Linked DNA regions of Sus scrofa: region 1 is linked to region 2. A link is a contact called in public HiChIP or PLAC-seq data. All regions are on one chromosome and are shown on one strand. Each heading gives the region's core, a stretch centred on a gene start, on an enhancer-like site or on the middle of the called end of the contact. The rest is flanking DNA. Distances are from core to core; before and after follow the strand shown. Region 1 holds the start of HPS3 (HPS3, biogenesis of lysosomal organelles complex 2 subunit 1). Region 2 holds the start of GYG1 (glycogenin-1).

Evidence for each region. HiChIP or PLAC-seq counts read pairs in DNA pulled down with a chosen protein or histone mark.
Region 1: a contact with region 2 is called in an H3K27ac HiChIP or PLAC-seq map of alveolar macrophages. The contact joins the promoter of HPS3 here to the promoter of GYG1 in region 2. A contact is called at or near these places in 1 of 47 Hi-C or Micro-C datasets (embryonic fibroblasts) and 1 of 2 datasets of contacts at active chromatin or transcription factors (alveolar macrophages).

The regions. Positions count from the first base shown.
Region 1 is chr13:89,358,409-89,362,284 of Sscrofa11.1, forward strand. HPS3 (HPS3, biogenesis of lysosomal organelles complex 2 subunit 1) reads left to right here and starts at 2,540. Exons shown (of 17, transcript NM_001098588.1): 1 at 2,540-2,785. The coding sequence starts at 2,569.
Region 2 is chr13:89,218,509-89,223,033 of Sscrofa11.1, forward strand. GYG1 (glycogenin-1) reads left to right here and starts at 2,578. Exons shown (of 7, transcript XM_021069597.1): 1 at 2,578-2,789. The coding sequence starts at 2,783.

The DNA.
Region 1 (3,876 bases), core at 1,290-3,789, 140 kb after region 2:
CCAGGCTAGGGATCTAATTAGAGCTGTAGCCACTGGCCTACATCAGAGCCACAGCAACGAGGAATCCCAGCCGCGTCTGCAACCTACACCACAGCTCACGGCAATGCCAGATCCTTAACCCACTGAGCAAGGCCAGGGATCAAACCCACAACCTCATGGTTCCTAGTTGGATTCGTTAACCACTGCACCACGATGGGAACTCCCCTTTTTCATCTTTTATGTATGAGTAAAACAAAATTTGTTTAACCCATTTATTTGATGGGTATTTGCGTTTTTCCAGTTTTTTACCTTTACACATAAAGCTGCTATGAAAATGTATGTACGAGTCTTTTTTTAGGATATACACCTTCAATTCTCTTGGATAAACAATTAGGAGTATATGGCAGGTATATGTTTAGCTTTCGACGAGACAGCCAAACTGTTTCAAAAGTTAATGTACCATTGACATCCACACCAGTTTATCCATATCCTCACCAACAGTTACTATGATGGGTCTTTTAAATTTTAGTCATTATAGTAAATGTGTGATGGTCTCTAACAGTGGTTTTCACTCATATTTCTCTACTGACTAATGATGCTGAGAATATACTGGGATCCTAATGCCCAACATGATGGCATTGGGAGGTGATTAGGTCTTGAATGGTGGAGCCCTCATGAATTAAATTAGTGCTCTTGTAAAAGAGATCCCACAGAGCTCTCTAGCACTTTCCAGCAATTGAGTACAGAGCAAGAAGTCAGCAGTCTGCAAATCTGAAGGGGACCCTCATTGAGCTATTCTATGTACATTTATGGTGGACTTTCCATCCTCCAGAACTTTGAGAAATAAATTTGTTATTTATAAGCTTCCCAATCTGTGGTATTTTCTTATAGCAGCCCTCATGAATTAGGACAGTGGCCAGCTGCAAGCCAAGGAGGGAGGCCTTAGGAGAAACCAGAACTATAGATACCTTGATCTTGAACTTCTAGCCTCCAGAACTGTGTGTGTGTGTAGGGGGGAATTTGTTGTTTAAGGCATCTATTCTAGTTATGTCTGCCCTAGCCAACTAAGCCAGCCTCCCATAAGGAAATGAGGGCGTGCCTACCGCTGTCCCTGTATTTGTAACAGGAATACCAACAGACAGCTCCTGACAAACATGGAAACCAGGCACATCCTCTACCTTCTCTTGGCTAGCATGTCTAGTCCCTAAGAATCTTAGATGAGCCAGGTGCAAGTGAAGGGAGAAGTGGCTATCTCTAGAAGGGGCTGGGGTTCCAGACTTTGAGCAAATTGTAATTTTAGTCTTGAAATTTTAATTTAGTACTAAAATTATAATTTTCAGTCTGGAAGGAGAAAAATAATCGAAAGAAGATAATAACACAGGTGTTGGTGGAGAAGGGGGTATTCATTAGCATTGTACCTAAAAGAATAGGTTGTCAGCTGTGTTAGGTTGGTTGTTTCCTGTATGAGGCTTTTTTGAATTTTTCGCCCTAGCTGGCTGACAAGAATAATCTCTTTGTTCACTTCTTGGCCTCGCTGAGTTCACTCCCTATTGAACTGACTCCCTATTGGTTGGATGAAGAAAAGGATATTACTTATGGGAATTTTATTCATCTAAAGGGCTTAGGAAGTGGAGGTAGAGAAGTTTAATGAACTTCAATCCATTTGCATCTAATTTGTAAATTCTAAGAAAGGGCCATGAGGAAATTTTGCATTTTCTTTTAGGTTCGGACCCTGCGTGTCAAAAGTAAGACAGCGACCCTCAGTCCATACTTAGGTTTTTTTCTGGATGAACTGGAAAAAGTAGCTCCAATACTTGCTTCATCTAAATCTTTTTTCTACATCTCCACATTGAGATGTCAGGAATAGATACAGAATACAGATTACAGGATAGTTTTAGTAACAGTGGAGGGAGACCCCTAGTCAGTCCTTCTGTCCTCTGGGGTCAAACAGTTGTAGTGCATTAGAGGATATCCATGATTCTTCAGCAAATATATATATTGAAATTTCCAGTATTTCTGAGCAACTCCTGCGTGTTTAGTCTGGAGCTGAGTTGCGCATGCCACTTCGGTTTTTGCAGGCCTATCCTCCAGAAGATCACAGGCTACTGGGGAAACGTAAGTGATGACCCTGAAGCAAGTACAAAATGGTACATGAGAGCAAATGATCAAGCGTTTAAATGTAGTCAAGGGCCTAAAAATCTCACCTAGCCCATAGCAGTAGTGTGAAAAGATGAAGCGAAGGACGTATCAGTCCCTGCACCCGACCACCTCTGGTCGCAGAATCACAGTCGGCGCTAAGCCGCTGGGTCAGAAGCCAAGGGCCTGAGAGCCCGTGGGGCAGGGCCGCGGGCGGCGCCTTGCGGCGCGACCTCTCTTCTTGGCCCAGCTGAGGTCTCTTTAAGAATCGGAGCCCAAGGCAGGCCCAGCTGGTGTTCACGTGACTTGGCTCCGTGCAAACGCTCGCGGAAGTGGTACAGCCTCCTCTTCTGCCCGCGCGGGGTCTCCGGCCGCCGCGCGGGTCTCCCGGCGCCCCGCGGGGTGGGCTGGTAGGAGCCAGCACCGCCGGGGGCCCTGCAGCCGGTCGCCGAGATGGTGCAGTTGTATAACCTGCACCCGTTCGGGTCGCAGCAGGTGGTGCCCTGCAAACTGGAGCCTGAACAGTTCTGCGGTGGCGGACGTGATGCGCTGTTCGTGGCAGCAGGCTGCAAGGTGGAGGCGTTCGCCGTTTCGGGGCAGGAGCTGTGCCGGCCGAGGTGCGCCTTCTCAACGCTGGGCAGGGTGCTACGCCTGGCCTACAGTGAGGCAGGTGAGCAGCGGTGGGGTCAGGGGGCTCTTGGGCGCCGGGTTGGGGCCTCCTTTCTAGAGCACCGAGCGACGCCGACAGCTCTGGGTGGGGAAGGGACTTGGTGCTTGCGGAGGTTCTCGCCAGGTGGGGGCTAATGGAAGGTGTGCCGAGCTGTGCGGTTGTCCTGGCAACCACAGGTGTGAGCGTCTGGAGGGAGGGAGACGCTGATAGTTACTCCTCTTCTGGCGCCCTCAGGGGAAATTCCCTTGGTTGGGTGGCTGGATTCCACTCAACCCAGACACTTAAAACCAAACCAAATAGACCTCTTTTAGAATAGAAAACAAGTCCGTACAAAAGTAGGGAGAACACTCTCTTGAACCGCCCCACTTGCTCCCTCTTCAACAATTGTGCCTACTCATGGCCTGTCCCTTTACATCTATACATTTTATCTACCTCTTGTCGACTTTTGAAAGTTTACATTACATTTTGAATCTGTGTACGTTGAGCTCAGATCTTAGACCCCCTTTCACCCAAACAGGGTGCTAGCATGCAGTATTTTTCCATCAGAAAAGTGAAGCAGTATCAAGGGGGTACTGTGTGGGCATACTGCTATTTTAGAAAAATCCAATATTTCAAAATAGGTGCTTCTTTGTATAACAGAAGAATTCGTCATAGGATTCTTTTAACTGCCTAATACTGCACTTAAAATTTGAATCCTGATTTTAAAGAAGGTTGTAAATGTGTAAATTGCAGTCTTTAGGTGGAAAAGCCTGTGGCTCTGGTACTTACCAGTAAAATGGAGAGGATTGGAGATCTCTGGCTAATCTCTATTCTGTAACTGGTTGGGTGTGAGTTTATAGAAACTTTGGGGTCTCAGTTTTCATTAAAAAAAAAAAAAAACAAAACACTAAGTTGACTATTAGATCAGTGATTTCCAAATTTTGGAATTTTCTGGGTCGGCAAAAACTGGGGCTATTATACACAGTATTCGACTGTTCGTTTTGTCAAGTAAAGATATATATTTTTTTAAAAAAGTCCTACCATTTACTGTCATCATTATTTATAAAAGGAAAAACACTTAGCCACAAACATGTCTTTGCTTTATAAGCAGT
Region 2 (4,525 bases), core at 1,328-3,827:
GGATAATATTTCTGGAAACTAAGTTTCCAGTTAGAAACAGACAGGACTGTGACCACTAGCAACAATTCTGGGTATGGATTTTGTGTGCCGTAAATTAAGGGCAAATTTTTAAGCAGTTAGTTAACTAGGTAGGCCCTATGTCCAGCCAGGTGTGGTATGTCTATTTCATGGACTGCCTGTGGGAACCGTTTGTGTCTTGGGCCAACAAGTTGCCCTCTGCTCTGGAATACATTTCCAGGTCAGTTGCTCTCACCATCAATTGTGTGTGTTCAAGGGAATGCAAACTGATTTCAGCATTATCTTAAACAAAACATAATTATGAAGGTAAGTGTCCTGCCAAAAAATTACATAATGCATTCCAAAGCTAACTAAAAATTCATTCGGACCAACCATGCATTTAGCATAGGTTTAAATGGCTAATGGTTATGTGTAGAGTATAGCTTTCCTTTTTTAATTTAAATCTTTCTTTTAAGAATCAGAAACTCTGCTAGTTTAAATTTCACAGGAAAAAATCAACAAATGGAAGTCTCAAACATTTGTCTCAATACAACATGTATGTCTGTCTACTACCTGCAAAGTTTTATAATCCAGAATATTTGAATACCTTGCTTTTCAAAGTTGGTCCACAACCTGGGCATCACCTGAGATCCACCCCAAACCACTGAGTCAGAATCTGCATTTTAACAAAATCCCCAGGGAATTCATGGTCACATTAAATCCAGAGACGACTTGATCCCATGAAGCTCTATGAAGAACAGCCACAGGAAAACTGGTCAGTGGATCACTATTAGTAATCTCAAGTAAGACAACATGCAAAAGTATATTGTAGCAAACTTGAAACATCTGTTTGATTCAGTGTGGTAAAAGCTATAAACTTTGTGTTTCTGTAAATATACATGAAACACAAGAAAGAAGACTGTGCTAATTGATTTTACTGAACCATGCTAGGGGGTGGGGCAGAAAGGAGTCAGTTCCTAAGGGAAGCTTGCCAGTTCTTGTTGTCCCTAGCCCTTCTTCCAGGCTACACTCTTTTGGCCCCAGAACCATACCCTGCAGAAGCCCCGCCTGGAAAACTAGGCTTACAGCAACATGTGGTTAAGGGTCACTGATGGCAGGAGTGTTCCTGGTTGAAAGATGGAAACCTCATTCATTCAGGTCCACTTCTCAATATGGAAAAGAGCAACTCAGACCTGGAAGCACCACTCTGTTTTTCCCTCCCCACGTAGGTGGAATTCAATATAGCCTTTATATTCCTTAAAGAGCTCCAACTCTTCTAAGCCTACAGGCTTTGAATAAGTGCAAACTCATCCATTGCACCTTCACCCCCACATTTCCACTTCCTGCAAAGGAAGTTTACAATACCCAGAAACCAGGCAGTCTTCCCAAGTGATTCAGTGGTCTCCATGCCATGGTGGGGGTGAGGGAAAAGATTCAAGACAGTTTCCCAAAGGGTGGCATTTAAAATGCTGATTCTTGGGTTCTACATTAAGATTCTGATTCAGGAGTCTGGGCTTGGGACCAAAAAATTCGCATTTTTAATAAGTGCCCCCAAGTGATTCTGATCCAGGCGGTCCAGGCCTACACTTAAAGACACAGTGATAGAATTGGTTTGAGAATGCAATACCACCTTTACAAACAAATCATCTTCTACAGCATTGATTTCATTTTTTCACCTGATTTTGTCAACTTCCTGTTTGGTTTCTATTCAGCATTTACTGAGCAACTATTGTTTGCAGAGAATTGTACCAGCAGCTGCTTTCCCAGTGTGTTTGGGCTGGATGGAAGACATTGGGAGAAAAGTGTAATCACATCAGTGAGCTATTTCTCAACTTCCCGGAAAAAATGACAAATTCACCTTTTCACATTTTGTGAAACAGATAAACCTAAACAACTGTATTACCCAACTACATTTACCATAATTTACTAAGCTTTAGGGTACCAGTCAGTATATGTCAGGGCCTTGCTGTGAGAAGGTCACTTTTGTAAGGAACTGCTATGGTTCAAATCCTACCTTCTCCATGTACATGATATGATCATAGACAAGTAATTTAACTTTTCTGTGCCTGTTTCCTCATCTGTAAAATAAGGCTATAGAACCCAGTTCATTGAATTAACCAGAGAATTAAATGAAACTAAGTGAGGCAGAGGACTCTAAGAATCTAATATACTGAGGATTTATTCTGTTTTTCGGTTAAGGCCTCAAAACCATTGTGAGAACACCAAGAAATGCCCCCAGAGGTTGATTTGGAATTCTAGGTGAAAAAAGTGGAATTAAACTTTATGTTTAACTCAAGCAACTCAGGTGAATTATCCTAACTAGACTGATGTGGAGTTCTTGTTTGTTTTGTAAGATTCCCTAACGCGATTTCTTTGGGATTTCTGTCCCAGTGATGCCACACTCCGCCCCCAAATCCCCCTCCACAAGCCTGGTTCATGTGGGACACGGAAGCCAGTGGTCCTAGGCAGGTGCCCCAGGGGATAAGGACCGGGACCAGGCGGGCTGGGGAGGTGGACCCGGAGCCCAGGCCCAGGGGTGGAAGGGTTTGGTGATGACCTGGGTCGCGCAGCCCAGGGGCCGCCTCTCCCCAGCCGCCCGCTCTTCTGGGAGGATACCAGCGGGCGCCGGGAGCGTGCGCGGCCACGTGACGGCCGCTATAAGAACTCTCCGGGCGGACGCTAGGCTCCAGCCGCGCCTCCTTGCTGGCAGCACTCCCTCTCGGCGCCTGGCTTCTCCAGTCACCAACCTGCGGCTGCGGCGGCCGCCGGCGCGCCCGGGAGCACCATGACAGGTACGCGCCGCGCGGCCCACCGCCGCAGCAGCCCCGGGACCGCGGGCTCCGCGCCCCGCGCGGCCCCTTCACCCCGGACGCCTGCCCCTCCGCCGCGGGGAGCTCCAGGCAGGACGGGGACCGCCGCAAAGTTGCAGGCTGGCCGCAGCCGGGTGTGTCGCTTCCTGCGTCGGCAGCTGCTCCGCACCGCAGGGGCCCGAGCGGCCGTCCAGACCTCGGGGCGCGCCAGGCAGCGCCTGGGCCCTCCGCCGCAGCCCCCGTTCCTGCTTCCGTCTCCTTGCCCTTCCTCCTGCGATCACCGTGAAGGGCGGGTGGAGCAGCTGCAGCGGGGTGCGTGGGGGTGGGGAGCTGGCTTCCTGGGGGCGCCGGTCCCGAGCTCCCGAGCGCACCGGGGTCCTGGGGCGCCGCCCCCACCGCCCGCGGGCAAGGACCCCTGGAAGGGGCGGTGCGAGAAGGGGACTCGGGCGGCCCCGGCTCGGCTCCTCTGCCGCCCGCCCCGGCGCTGGCCGCCACACCGAGCCTATTTTTAGGCCTTTGGGGCTGGGCTGCGGGAAGCCGGAGCCCGGCGAGCGCCCCCGCGAAGCCGACCCTGTGCGGTGGGAGGGCGTCGGCTCACTTGTTGCAAGGTTTCGCTTGGCGAATCTGCCCCCAAGGACCGGGGGGCCCCGAAGTAACTAGTCCTTCCCGTGCTCTTGAGGCTGATAGCGGGGTTATTGCAGCAGTTGAACTGCAGAAGGATTGCAGATGTATCTCAGAGTTCGGCCTTCTCTAAAAAGGTGAACTCCTACTCAGCTGTCATTAGTCTTTCCTGTTCCTTTGCTAGGTCTGGCGATTTAGCTTCTGCTTCTCAGCATTTGTCCTGCTTCATTTGGGCAATCATCCGCATCCCTGGTTCCTGAAATCTTTGAATCCTGCTTACCTTATTAAACTTTTCCCCATGATCTCCTGGAATCAGGACCATTTTTGTATTAAAACATCATTATGCCCCAGATTAAGTACCCTTGGGGCAGGCTGACTGATATGTTGCCATTTTGTGATGGGTTGAAGGAACAAGTACAGGCAGAGGTTGATGGGTATGTCAAGGGACTGATGACCCTGTCCTGAGCTTTCCTCGAGCCGGTGGCCCTCCAGTGTTGGGGAACACCAGTCTTTCTACAGCTCAGCGGAGAGTCCAGTGCTATGCGTGAAGATGGCCCTCATATCCGCAGCTGGGGGTGTGCTGGCCCACTTTGATAACCTCTCACTTCCCTTCACTTCTCAATGGAATTTCCACTGCTTCTAGCCTTCACTTTGGAAAATGGACAAAGAATGAGAAAACCTAAGACAGAGAGTGACTTCATGACAAAATGTCCCAACTCCTGTTTTGGGCAGTGGTACCCCAAATGAGCCCTACCAGAGCTTGATCCTCAGCATCCTGTTCATTTAGATCCTCTCAACTTGCTAACGTTAATGTTTGGAGATGGAGTGTGCCCTAGAATCATCCCAGGGAACGACTAGAGAAATCCTAAAGGCTGGGCTGGTGACCTGGGGAGGGTGGGGTTTGTCCAGGAGGAAGAATAAGCCATGTGTTTGCCTTCAGTTAACTGATTATTGGAGATTGAGTTTTGAGTGTGTGTGTGTGTGTAAGAGAGAGTTAGTTGGCAGGCCCCAGGGTACAGGGTAGGGAGTACTGCTTGCTTCTCCAAGGAGAAGGAGGCTGGCTTGCTAGAGCTTGTGAGGTGCTCCCTGAATCTATT